Linked DNA regions of Rattus norvegicus: region 2 is linked to region 1. The links are chromatin contacts, called in public Hi-C maps. All regions are on one chromosome and are shown on one strand. Each heading gives the region's core, a stretch centred on a gene start, on an enhancer-like site or on the middle of the called end of the contact. The rest is flanking DNA. Distances are from core to core; before and after follow the strand shown. Region 1 overlaps Dok2 (docking protein 2). Region 2 holds the start of Gfra2 (GDNF family receptor alpha 2).

Region 1 (5,964 bases), core at 2,074-4,573:
ATGCAAAATATGAATTGTGAAAGGAGCCACACAGATCTGATGGAACAGAGGCAACTACAGTGTAAGCCAATTTGTTGGAAAGACACAAAGATAGGCAGATTCCTGAGTTCAAGGTTAGCCTGGGACAGAGGTAATTTAGGTCCAGGTGTGGTCTGAATGGTAATTCCAGGCTGGGTCTGTGCTTGCTGACTCTTCCTAAGTATCAATGGGCTGGGGTCATGGGATGCTGATTCATGAGATACTCAAAAGGAAACCTGAATTGATATCATGACTGAATTGATATGTAAAATAGAAAACTGGGCTTTTGACCTCTGAGAGATGAACTGTCCTGAGAATTTTAGAATAACAGAAGAGAACTGCTTGGAGAACATAGAGCAATCTGGAAAGCTGTCTCGAGTAGAACACAGGCTGCCAGCATGGACCCATGATATGACTTCAAGTCATTAGTTTTACTCAAACACCTCTCTCTCTCTCTCTCTCTCTCTCTCTCTCTCTCTCTCTCTCTCTCTCTCCCTCTCTCTGCTCTCTGTCACACACACACACACACACACACACACACACACACACACACACATCTTCTCCAAGAACCCTTCTCCAAGCTGATTCTCTGCACTCCCTCTCCTAGTGTGGAAAGGAAAGGCCACTGGCAACGCATTCCTAACCTCTCCTTGATTGCTCTTTCTCCTTTCTTTACTCTTTAGAACCATATGTCTCTCGCCCAGGCAATTCCTTCCACACCTACAAAGCCCAAGTCTTCTCTGCAAAGACCAGGGGGGAAGATGCTTGCCTATGACCCAGTGACACTATTAATAAGAATAACTTGCCTGCTGGTTTGAGGACCAAATGAGACTGGTGGACACCAGAGCTTGGTTTGTGCCAGGCACTGTCCTGGGAGCTATGCTTTCATTGGTTCTTTTTATCTTTGCTACAAGCTTTGAAAAAGATAAGTGTTACCCTTCTCCTTTTCCACCAGCAAAAAAAAAAAAAAAAAAAAAAAAAAAAAAAACGATGCAAGTGCCATAGGCACAGCTGCCATTAGGCAGAGGTAGAACTTGAACCCAGGGAGTCAAGCTGAAGCCTGTGTGCCCAGCCCACAACATTAAGCTGTCCCAAGCATTCTACAAAGATGAAAGTGTTGTGAACACTCTACATACCACTGCCCTCTCCCTGCCAAACCTGGCCACTGCCTAGAGGTTGATGGACTCTGCTCTGTGCTGGGCAGTAGAGGACCAAAGCAAAGCAATGATGTACAGCCTCCTGCCAGGGGGAAGCCAGTCTAGCACCTAATCGGATCAGACACCCCTCCCAGGGTTCCTCTACCTCCTCCCCTCAGCTCACCATCTCCCCAGCCCTGTCCTGCCTGAGGATCTGCGGCTACCCCAGTTCATTTTATAAATGGCTCTTGCAGGAGGAGGTGGGCATCTTGGCTAATTGAATCAATGCCCAGAAGCCAAGAAGCAGTAGGCTGGTTAGCATCAAGGCTGAAAAGTGGTGGCAGCATCAGTAGCCTGAGGAGAGTCCCCAGAGAGAGCTGAATGGGCCAGAGAGGCCCAAGCAAATCGGGGCCTTTTCAGATGCTGAAAGTCCACAGTGGAACCTCCTGGGGGGCCTGGTATCCCACTGTAAGCACAGGGCAGGTTCACTTGGATCAGCCAACACACACACACACACACACACACACACACACACACACACACAAAGTTTATGCACTCTGAAGAAAGTCGGAACAATAGAGATGGGAGAGTCAGAAGAGAAAGAATGGGAATGATGCAGCATCTGGCAGTTGTGAATTTGGACACACACCTCCAAGCTGGGGACTTGATCTCCTACCTGCCCTGATGCCACCACACGGTCTGTGGCACACAATGACTTCTCAGTCAACGGCAAGCTTATATAAAGCCTATAAGATTAAACAGATGAAAGAACTCCTCCTGCCTGGTATGTTTATGCTTCTCTTCTATCTTGAATGTTTATATACACAAATACCACTGTGCTACCAGTACATCCAGTGTTTCACATATAACAAAGCTCTACATGTTTGTATCCTAGGTGAAACAGGCTGTGACATACATATTATAGATATAGTGTGATTATATAGAATATATAAATTATATATTACATGTGTATGTTATATTCTACATAGCAAATAGTATAAATTATATTTACACACAGACATATATATAAGCATATGTACACACATGCCATGTACCTATATATGTAGTTATATATCATGTAGGTGTAAAAATTCAGTGGTGCAAGATAACCTACAGAATCAACTAACCTGGCCCACAGACACTGAAGCAACAACCAGGGTGCCTGCATGAGACTGACCCGGGCCCTCTGCATGTATGTTACAGTTGTGTAGCTTGGTCTTCAAGTGGGACTCCTAACAGCAAGAGCAGGGGCTGTCTCTGACTCTGGTGCCTGCCTTTGGGACCCTTTCCTCCTACTGGGCTACCTTGTCTAGTCTCAGTAGAAGTGGATGTGCCTAGTCTTCCTGCAACTTGATGCCAGAGTTGGTTGATGGGAGGTCCCATTTTCTGAAAAGAAACGGAAGAGAAGTGAATGGGGGTTGGCGGGAAGGACTGGGAGGAGGGGAAGGAGGGGAAACTGTGGTCAGTATGTAAAGAAATAATTAGTAAGTGGTTGGGGATTTAACTCAGTGGTAGAGCGCTTGCCTAGCAAGCACAAGGCCCTGGGTTCGGTCCCCAGCTCCGAAAAAAAGAAAAAAAGAAAAAAAGAAAAGAAAAGAAGTAATTAGTAAAAGAAAATTCAGTGGTGAGGATGAATGGTGACAAATTTCTCAGAGCATGTCCATGCATTAGGCAACCTATGACTTCAGTGAAAAGATTAAGCCAGTCTACAAGAGTCCTAGATACAACCAAGCTTCTCATAGGATCAACAGGAACTAAGAGGCTTGCCTAGAGCCCAGAGACCCTCTCTGGGTGGCAAGGTCTTTGTAAATTCTTGGCTCAGCCCCGCAATGGCAGGACTGTCTCCTTCCTTACCGATGAACTTTCCCCTGGCCTCCTAGATGGCTCAGCGGCTCTTGAAGGAGGCCTTGCCTCAATGTGTCTGCCTGAGGTGCTCTCAAGTTGCTTTTATCACTGATCCATCAATAGCCACCTTCGCTCTCTGCTCCCCACTGCTAGCTCCTTTGAGTTGGGGCTGGGGAGCCTTCCAGAATCCCAGCTTCTGAGTGAGGGGGACGTACAAGTGGGAGTTGCTCTGTAGAATTACTGAATGGATGGTGCACACATCACGGTGACACAGACGCAGCTAAAGCCTAGCTAAGAGGCACTCAGAGCTCCCGCAGGATGGGGCACACCCACTGGCTCATTTCCTCTGAGGGCACTGAAAGCCTAGTCAGCATTTCCCCAACAGTCCTCTAAAGACTTTCATTGCCCCTCCCAGCTTCCCCAAATGCTCTACTTCTGCAGCTACCAACCCCCACCCCACTTTTCCCCAGTCAGGCTGTCCCCCACTTCCCCTGGTGAGATCACGTGATCTCAGAGAAGAGCAACCAGAAAGTTCTGTCTCTTGAAGGTGAAAAGCGCAAAGAGATAGGGATCGGCCCAGGATTTGAAAGCGTGTCCACACTTCCGGAGGGGAATCCCTAGAGTCCGAAGGGACCCGCTCTCAAATGCAGACTCCTGAAGCTTTCCCCGCAGCCCCAGATCCTTAGGGCAGAGAAATTCGTCCCTCAGGACCAGGCACCCACTTCACCTCGTAGGTTTAATCCCTAGTGGCAGTTTCCACAGGCTGACACTGCCCCCTGCTGGGCACATTCGGGATGAGCACGTCAAGTGCCACGTGAGGAAATTAGTAATGAGACACCAAGAATCTGCCTGACTTCTTCCCCCAGTGTTCTGAGGAGCCTGAGCTCCTTAGAGAATTGGACCTGCACAGATTCTGGAACTTAGATTGAATGCAAACCTTGGCACTTAGCACAGACAAAAGGGGCAGAGAACCTCTCACCTGTTCCAGCTTACTTACTCTGTTAAAACTGACAAAACCTAGCTGGTCACATACCCGGGGTCTTGAGAGCATCGATCTGTGAGTGTGCCTGTGTGTGTGTGTGTGTGTGTGTGTGTGTGTGTGTGTGTGTGTGTGTGTGTGTGTGTGTGTGTTACTCCTTACCCGGGGTCTTGAGAGCATCGATCTGTGAGTGTGCTTGTGTGTGTGTGTGTGTGTGTGTGTGTGTGTGTGTGTGTGTGTGTGTTACTCCTTGCTCTCCTGGACACTAGAACCTCGTCTAGTTCTACCTCACTGTGGCTGGACATAATGCAGCCATCTTCCTGTTTGTTCAGCTGGTTGGTTTTATTTTGGGTTTTTAGTTTTTTTGAGACAGGTTTTCTGTGTTGCCTTGACTGACCTGGAACTCTGCTCTGTAGAACAGGCTGGTCTCGAACTCAGAGATGTGTCAGCCTCCAGAGTGCTGGGATTAAAAGCACATCCCCTGGCTACTACAGCCATCTTAACCTCAGCATGTGAGGATCCAAGCTCACTACCTGAAACTCAAGTTTCTCCCTGGAAACCTCCCTTCTCCATGGGCCACATTCAGCAGATACCCATGTTCCACAGGAGCTAACTCTGTAACACCTTTTGGATCCCAGGAACCCTCTCAGTGGAGACTCTTATACCTCTCACCCCCAAGTCCATCCTTCCAGAGCTGCTGTACTAAAGATTTCTGTGGCGTTCCTTACCCAGAGCTTCAAAACTCCCTTCCTTGTCCCACTAACTACAAACTTCCCACAACACACTCCGAATCTGCTGCTGCAGACACTGTTCCTCCATCTACAGCAGGTTTCTGTGTTGATAAGGCGCCCCCTCCCCAGTGTTCATGTTATCCTAAGTCAAAGTTGCATGGGTCACACCTGAGATTGGCGGCCATTGCCAATGCCCAGCACTAAGGAAAAGGAACCTATCCTTAGAGATCAGTGGAGGAGAGATCGAAGTTCAGCATTGTTCAAAATGTAATTTCTACCCGATGGATGTTTCCTGCTATCATTAAGTCAACATTCCGACTGAACAGTGACGGATCACGGCTCCCCTCCACTCTGAGTCTCCAATTGCTTCCCGACTCCTTCTGTAGTTTCATTATTGTTCCTCCCTTCCAAGATATTCTCCCTCCCTCCCTCTCCCCCTTCTCTTCCCCCTTCCCCTCTCCCCCCACCCTTCCACAGACACCTTAAGTACCATCAAATGCTGAAAAGCCTACCTTAAACACCACCTTTTGCTATGAAGCCTTTCTTGGTCTCCCAACAGTTATTGTTTCCGAAGCACATGGCCTTGGACTGCCTCTTGTGGACAGACACCTGTGCTTTGGCTCTCTCTGTTTTTCACATATATGCATTCAGGAGAGTGGGGGGTGAGGGGCAGTCAAGTCGTAGAAAAGGCTGGCTTGGGCCACATAATAGGTAAGTCTTATTTCTCTTTTTTTTAAAGATTTATTTATTTACTTATCTATTTTTTTATTATAAGTACACTGTTGCTGTCTTCAGACATACCCGAAACAGGCATCAGATCTCATTACAAATGGTTGTGAGCCACCACATGGTTGCTGGAATTTGAACTCAGAACCTCTGGAAGAGCAGTCAGTGTTCTTAACCGCTGAGTCATCTCTCCAGCCTGTAAGTCTTATTTTTAGTGCATAAAAGTCACACAGACCTTGGGGCTCATGAGAAGGAGAGAGCTGACTCCGGCAAGTTGTCCTTCATCCTCCTCGAGAAAAGTGGCACAAGCCCCACCTGCCTGCCCACACAGAAGAAGTAAATAAATGTAAAATATGTTAAAGGCCAAGTCTTTCTCAAAATCCAGGTTTGCCATCAACTGCATCAACACATCCACTCCCATTTTTCTGTCCTCGTAAAAAGTAAAAAAGTGGACGTTTGAAGGTTTTTCATGCTTTGAATGGACGTGTCATATGTTGAAAACAAAAATCTCCAAAGTTATATATGCTCA
Region 2 (5,964 bases), core at 1,425-3,924, 99 kb before region 1:
GGGGAAGGTAGAGGTCCAGGTTGCCCTCCTGCATCTACAGTTCCCTCAATAGACAAAATGTGTGCTAGAAGACCAGCGGGGGCTTGGTCCTCTGCCCACTCTGTTCTCTCTCTCCATTGCATCCTATGCCAACATTGAAAATCTGGATGGTTGGGCTAAAAAGCCTTTTCTCTCCACCACAGTCCTCTTGACACTAGATCTCACTCAGAACCTTTGGAAAAGCCCTCTGAAGGGGGTGGGGCACTCTTCACCATGGCCCCAGCCAAACTGCTTAAGACTGAAATCTCAAACTGCTAAGGAACCTCCACATTAAACAGACTTTCCAAGTGGTTCCCAACTGTAGTCTTCTGGCCAGGAAAAGGCCTTTGGATTTAAGTTTCCTTCACACCATCATCCCATTCCATCAGAGCCCTTCAGAATCCCCTGCTCTGTCACCTGTGCCCAGCTTTGGAGAGGGACTTCTCAAGGGATAGGGAACTGAAGGGTCATAACTCAAGGAGGTATCAGGCAACCCTCTCCTCCACTTCCCATCTCGCCCCTGGGGAGCAGGCAGTGGTGGGCCCTGCTCATACTCTACACACATACGTGCACTCACCCGTACACACCCATTATGGGCAGGATACCTATTGCTACCGCTGAGGAGAGCTGACTCCTCAGCTAGGATCACCCGATGTGCAACTTGTGGTCTGACACTGGAGAGGACTGTATTCATCTACTACTGCCCCTCGGAAGGGACCCCTATACCTGGAAGCATGCATCCTTTATGAGGGAGGGGTGCAACTCAACAGCAGGCAATCTGGCTGGTTTTACCTGGAATGCAATGTTTTCTTCTTGACTCTGATCATTCTAAGACCCCAGAAAGCTGCGTTTTCAGACCATTAATGAAGAAAAGGTCAAATTTTGTGACAGTTCATTCAGAATGAGAGTTCACTTCTCCAAGGCTGCTGGAAAGGGCTGCAGGATGAGAGTGAGCCCAGAGCATTTTCAACCCTCTTACCCTGTTCCTCCTACCCACAGGGTTACTGACATGTGGGGAAAGCAAGTATGGTGAAGACCACACCCCAGGGCAGGGCTAGATCCCCTGGGAATGCATAGCTGGGAGGTAGAAAGTCTGTGAGCAGGCAAAGGATCCAAGAAACAGCCAATATTGACTCTCCCTGACCACAAATCCGCAGGGCCAACCTGGAGGGCACTTCTTAGACCATGCACATCTTCCATAAGCAAAGTCTACCTCCCTGTCTGGACTCTCCGGAGCCCTTTTCTGCTGAAGGTAAGGGAGATCTCTTGATCCCTGCTTGGTAGCTACCTCACTCTGGATTGCCAGCAAGCGGAACAGCACCTGTACTGAAAGCAGATGGCACACACACACACACACACACACACACACACACACACACACACACACACACACTTTTCAGAATTCCCTAACAGTAACCTTGCCTGGGGACCCTGGGTCCACATATAGCCTTGTAAACATCTTTTCTTATATTTTTGGTTATGAGCCTAGCCGTTAACGGCTGAGCCATCTCTCCAGCCTGTAAACATCTTTTCTTTACCTGTGTGAGAGGAAATCGCTATCTATCCCTATACCTTGCTTCCTAAGCAGCTGAGATTTTACAAAGTATAAGGGGAGGGGGGAGTCGCTGCTGGAGCTCAGAACCACTGGGCAGCCACTCCCCCTGTCAGAGAGGGAGGGAGCTTACAGGATGATTAGTAAGTGGTCTTTGTTAAGATCTGTTTTTGCCCTTTTCTGGCATTCCTCGCACCATCTTCTCCTTTCCAAGGGGCAAACTTTGGCCTCCACTTTCCTGTGCCACTAACCCTAGGCCCCAAGGCTATTGCTCTGAAGGCCTTGAACACCTATTTGCAAGGCTGAGCTCCACCTACCCATCTGGCTTGGGAAGAGAGGCAGTGGGTAGGAAAAAAAAAAAACTTGCAAAGTGCTACCGAAAGTGGAGAGATAGGGTACGTTCCTCAGACTGATTGGCAGGTAGGAGGTGACTACAAGGGCTACCCGCAAACATCCAAACCTGGACCTCCCGCAGAAACCCACAGAAAGGAGGGACAGGCTTGATAGCTCCCGCCAGCCTCTCCCCTCCCTCTTTTCTTTCACACCAAGAGTTGCATTTTTTTTTCCTTCCTAAGTTGTTGCAAATTGAACCCATTATTTTGAGGGAAATGAGCGCTATCACGGCCTGCAAGTAAGAGTGTGTATCGGTGTGTGCGCGCGCGGCGCGGGAGTGCGTGCGGAGAAGGTTTGAATGTTGGAAGTCTCCTTCTCAGTCCTCCGCACAACCAGCTAGCCCTGCACAGCTCCCTCCTCCAGACCCTCCCGGGCAGTTCGCCTCCCCGGAGCCCCAAGCCCCGACCCCCAGCTCGGCGCGCCCTCTCGGTGTCTCCCGCGGCGCCCCGCTCGCAGCCCCCCAACTCCATCCCCGCATGCCCAGCTTCCAGTGGGCGGCTGAACGCACGCAGCCCCTTTGGCCCCCAGACTCGCCACCTGCAGCTACTCACCTAAAAAGAAGAAGAGGCAGAAGGCGTTTGCCAAGATCATGTTAAATAAATCCCACAGTTTTGTGTGTATGTGTCTTTCTCCCTTAGGTTTAAAAAATAAAAATAAAATAACGATAATAATAACAGCCGAGCAATAACGACCCCCAAATCCAATGCGGAGATCCCGCCGGGCGGCCGCCGGTTGAAGATCCCGAGTCCTGGGATTCTCACTGCTGGTTGGAGGGGGAGGGGTAGGAGGCGGGCGGTGGGCTGCCTCTCGACGTCCCCCCTTGCCACTGAAATCAAACACACGTAGCTATGTGTCTGGCTGCCTTCTAAGCCAACAGCCTGGTCCTGAGGTCAGCCCAGCCCTTTGCTCGCGCGTCCGGGAAGGCGTGAGTCCCCGTGGGTCCAATTCCCCTGCACTTCCCAGGAGGGGACTGGAGAGGTGGGGGCGAGGCGATCTGAAAGTGAAGGGCTGGAAGGAAGCAGCGAGGGAGGGGGTCAGAATAAATGCGAATAGGAAAGAAATCCACCGACGGAATAGGAGCAATCCAGTAGGAGCTTCTAGGACGGGAGACCAGAGTCGCTTCTTTGGCACCAAGACGAAGAAAAAGATTCAAAAAAAAAAAAATCTTCTCCCGCTAACCCTTGCTCGGCTCACTTTTTTCTAATGGAATTCCAGAGCCGGTGTGCCTGTGCTTGCGTGTCTTTCCTCCCTCCCTCTCCTCTCTCCCCTCCTCTCCTCTCCTCTCCTCTCCTCTCCCTCGCTCTCGCTCTTTGCTCTCGGTCTCCGCTCTCCCTCACGCCCTCTCTCCTCCCCTCCCTACTCTCTCCCCCTGCTCCTCCCTCAGCCCGCCCCCTCCCCCTTCGCGGCTCCCTCGCCTAGGCTCTCGCGCCTCGCCCCTTTCCTCTGCTCCGGGCTCAGCACCCCGGCTCCCTGGCGGCTGGCAGCGCAGAGCGCGGGAGCGCGGCGGAGCAGCTACACTCTGCAGCAGCGGTGGTAGCGAGCGACTCGCCGGTGATGGAACCAACACTGGAGTGTTGCTGGCTCCCGGGAACAGTGGCCTAGGGGTGAGCTCCACCTCTGGCTCCCTAAGCTCAACTGCCCGCCCTTGCTGGGATTAGCCTGTGCCTTGGCCGGAAACCGACTAGATCCCCCGGCCAGTGTCCACGCTCAAACCTACCAAGCCTCCCGCCCCCTCCTCTCCATCCAACCTCTCTTCCTGGCTAGGGGAAGGCTTGCGTTCTCCAAGTACCACCGCCTCCGCACTAGACCCCCCAGGGCCATGAGGTTTCGGAAGCCTGAGCGAGGCTAGGGGGACACTGAGACCCGGGTGCTGGAGCCATCCTGGAGGCGTGGGGGCAGGGCAGTAGAAAAACACTGGCATGGTGGTCCAGGTCTGGATGAGAGAGCACCACTCTCCGCTAGCTGATGTATTCCTCGTTGGGAGACGGTCTGAGCATCTCCCCAAAAGCACTAGGGAACCCCAAGATGCCCTTGTAGGCCAGCCCTGTCTCCCTGGCTCTAACCCCGCGCTCCTACACGTGTGTTCTGCATGCGGAGCTTAGGAACTTTTACTACACACTGGTGCCTAGCTTGCCACCCCACCCCGCGCGCTCCCCAACACACACACACACACACACACACACACACACACACCAGCTTTCCGGCCAATCTAGATCTCTCTTCCCCAGTTGGTCTCTCCTTCACCAGACCAGAAAGAAGGCTGTTTAGGGTCCCAACTACCTCCTCCAAGACCAGTGAACCAGCCACAACCGCGCTGGAAGTATCCAGCCCAGGTTGACACTCCACCCCACTGGGGGGCCCCAAGACAGGAGGCACCCAGGCCTCCGCTTCCCACCCCTACCCCGCACACAGAGATCTCCTGGACTCCTCCCTAGAGCTAGTCAGGGAACTATGGCCACTCCCGGTTCCCGAAGCTGCGGGTGGGGACCCTTCCGGATGGAGACTCCTCCCCACGCCGGGAAGGGGGACAATTGATCCATCTGTCTTTGGGCCCAGCTCACCGGCGTATTTTAGTCATAAGAATTTACAATAAAAGTCCAGAGGCACCAAAAAAGAAACGTCTGGCTGGAAAAGGGTTGAAGGCGAAGTGAGGTTGCTGACAGAGGTGGCAAGGCAGACAGGCGGTGCACACACGCAGCAGCGCTCTTGGGATCATACAGCCCACGCGCACTGAGCACCCCAGTTCCATGCTTCTCTCTGGCACATCCTCGGCTGCCCTGGCATTTCTCAATCCTATGTCTTGTATGGGGTCCCCGGGGCCAGGTTCAACTTTCTACACTGCCAAAAAAAAAAAAAGAAAGAAGGAAGGAAGGGGGAGGAGGAGAGGAAGAGGAAGGGGAAGGGGAAGGGGAAGGGGAAGGAGAAGGAGCAGGAGAAGAAGGAGAAGGAGAAGGAGGAGAAGAAGAAGAAGAAGAAGAAGAAGAAGAAGAAGAAGAAGAAGAAGAAGAAGAAGAAGAAGAAGAAGAAGAAGAAGAAGAAGAAGAAGAAGAAGGTCAACATCCCATCCCAAGCTTATTAGGGAGTAGCTTTTAAAATACATTATTAAATATTAAGGTGGTGGGATAGAGGAAGTGCTGTGAATTTGCTTAGTGTACTTCGTGTGAAGAGGCGGGTAACTCGGAACTCATAAACCCAGCAACCTTAGCTGCTGGTGGGAAAGCTGGAGGGGCAGCTTCCATCTTGTGGATTTAGGCGGGAAGGCACAGAACAGGGATCTCATCTGGCCATTGAGAACTAATGGTCCTAGACCCTACATCCCATAATAACACCACTGTGGTAGCTGAGTAGGGGAGCATTCCAATGGATAGAATGCCGACTTCTCTCTGTCCCTCCTGTTTTTTACTTCCCAGAGTCTTCTAGGTTCTTTCCAAAAATTGGAGAACTTAAGGATCTGATGTCAGTCAAGTGTAGGTTAAAAGATGAAAAGCAAGGAGATAATCTCTGGGGACTCTTAGCCCAGAAGTCAGAGGCTGGAAGCTTCACCACTAAATAAATTAAACCTCTCACTTGCTCACCTACTTCCAGGCCCTTCTGATGATCCAGGGGTTAACCCACCTCTCTTAAAGGCCTCTCTTTCAAGGATACCCTAGAGGCTTCAAAATTACTGCTTAGCAATCCCCCCTCTACTCAGACCTTACCTTCGTTTAGCCCTAGTTGAGTACTAAGAGGAGAGGTTCTGAAAAAAAGCTAAGTGGGCTGAGACATCAGTAGAAGACAGCCAAGGATGAGCTCTGCTGAGTTCCCATGGGAACAGAGTCAGGGGATTCTGGTAGTAGGAGGTAAGTGACTGTGATGCTTCAGGTCTTCAGGACCACCCAGGCCTCACAAAGGACAATGGGAAGTATTCACCACCACCATCTGCCCTGGGACACACTAACCTTGAACCCCCTCTTCCCTCCCATCTGCACCAAGATCCACCACTGTCTGCCAACTGCCAATCT

What was found. Hi-C and Micro-C count contacts between places; a contact is called where the count stands out from the background.
Region 2: a Hi-C map of Schwann cells shows a contact between it and region 1, with 8 times the contacts expected there. The contact joins the promoter of Gfra2 here to the enhancer-like site in region 1. A contact is called at or near these places in 4 of 12 Hi-C or Micro-C datasets (Schwann cells, frontal cortex, kidney and 1 more).

The regions. Positions count from the first base shown.
Region 1 is chr15:52,250,555-52,256,518 of GRCr8, reverse strand. Dok2 (docking protein 2) reads right to left here. Exons shown (of 5, transcript NM_001106048.2): 5 at 5,431-5,964. Among named protein-coding and RNA genes, the nearest start is that of Dok2, 7.6 kb to the right of the region's middle. Within about 2 kb of position 3,323, at least 14 of the 93 cell types and tissues checked have an H3K27ac peak or open chromatin away from gene starts, as enhancers often do.
Region 2 is chr15:52,348,822-52,354,785 of GRCr8, reverse strand. Gfra2 (GDNF family receptor alpha 2) reads right to left here and starts at 2,674. Exons shown (of 9, transcript NM_012750.2): 1 at 2,515-2,674. The coding sequence starts at 2,554.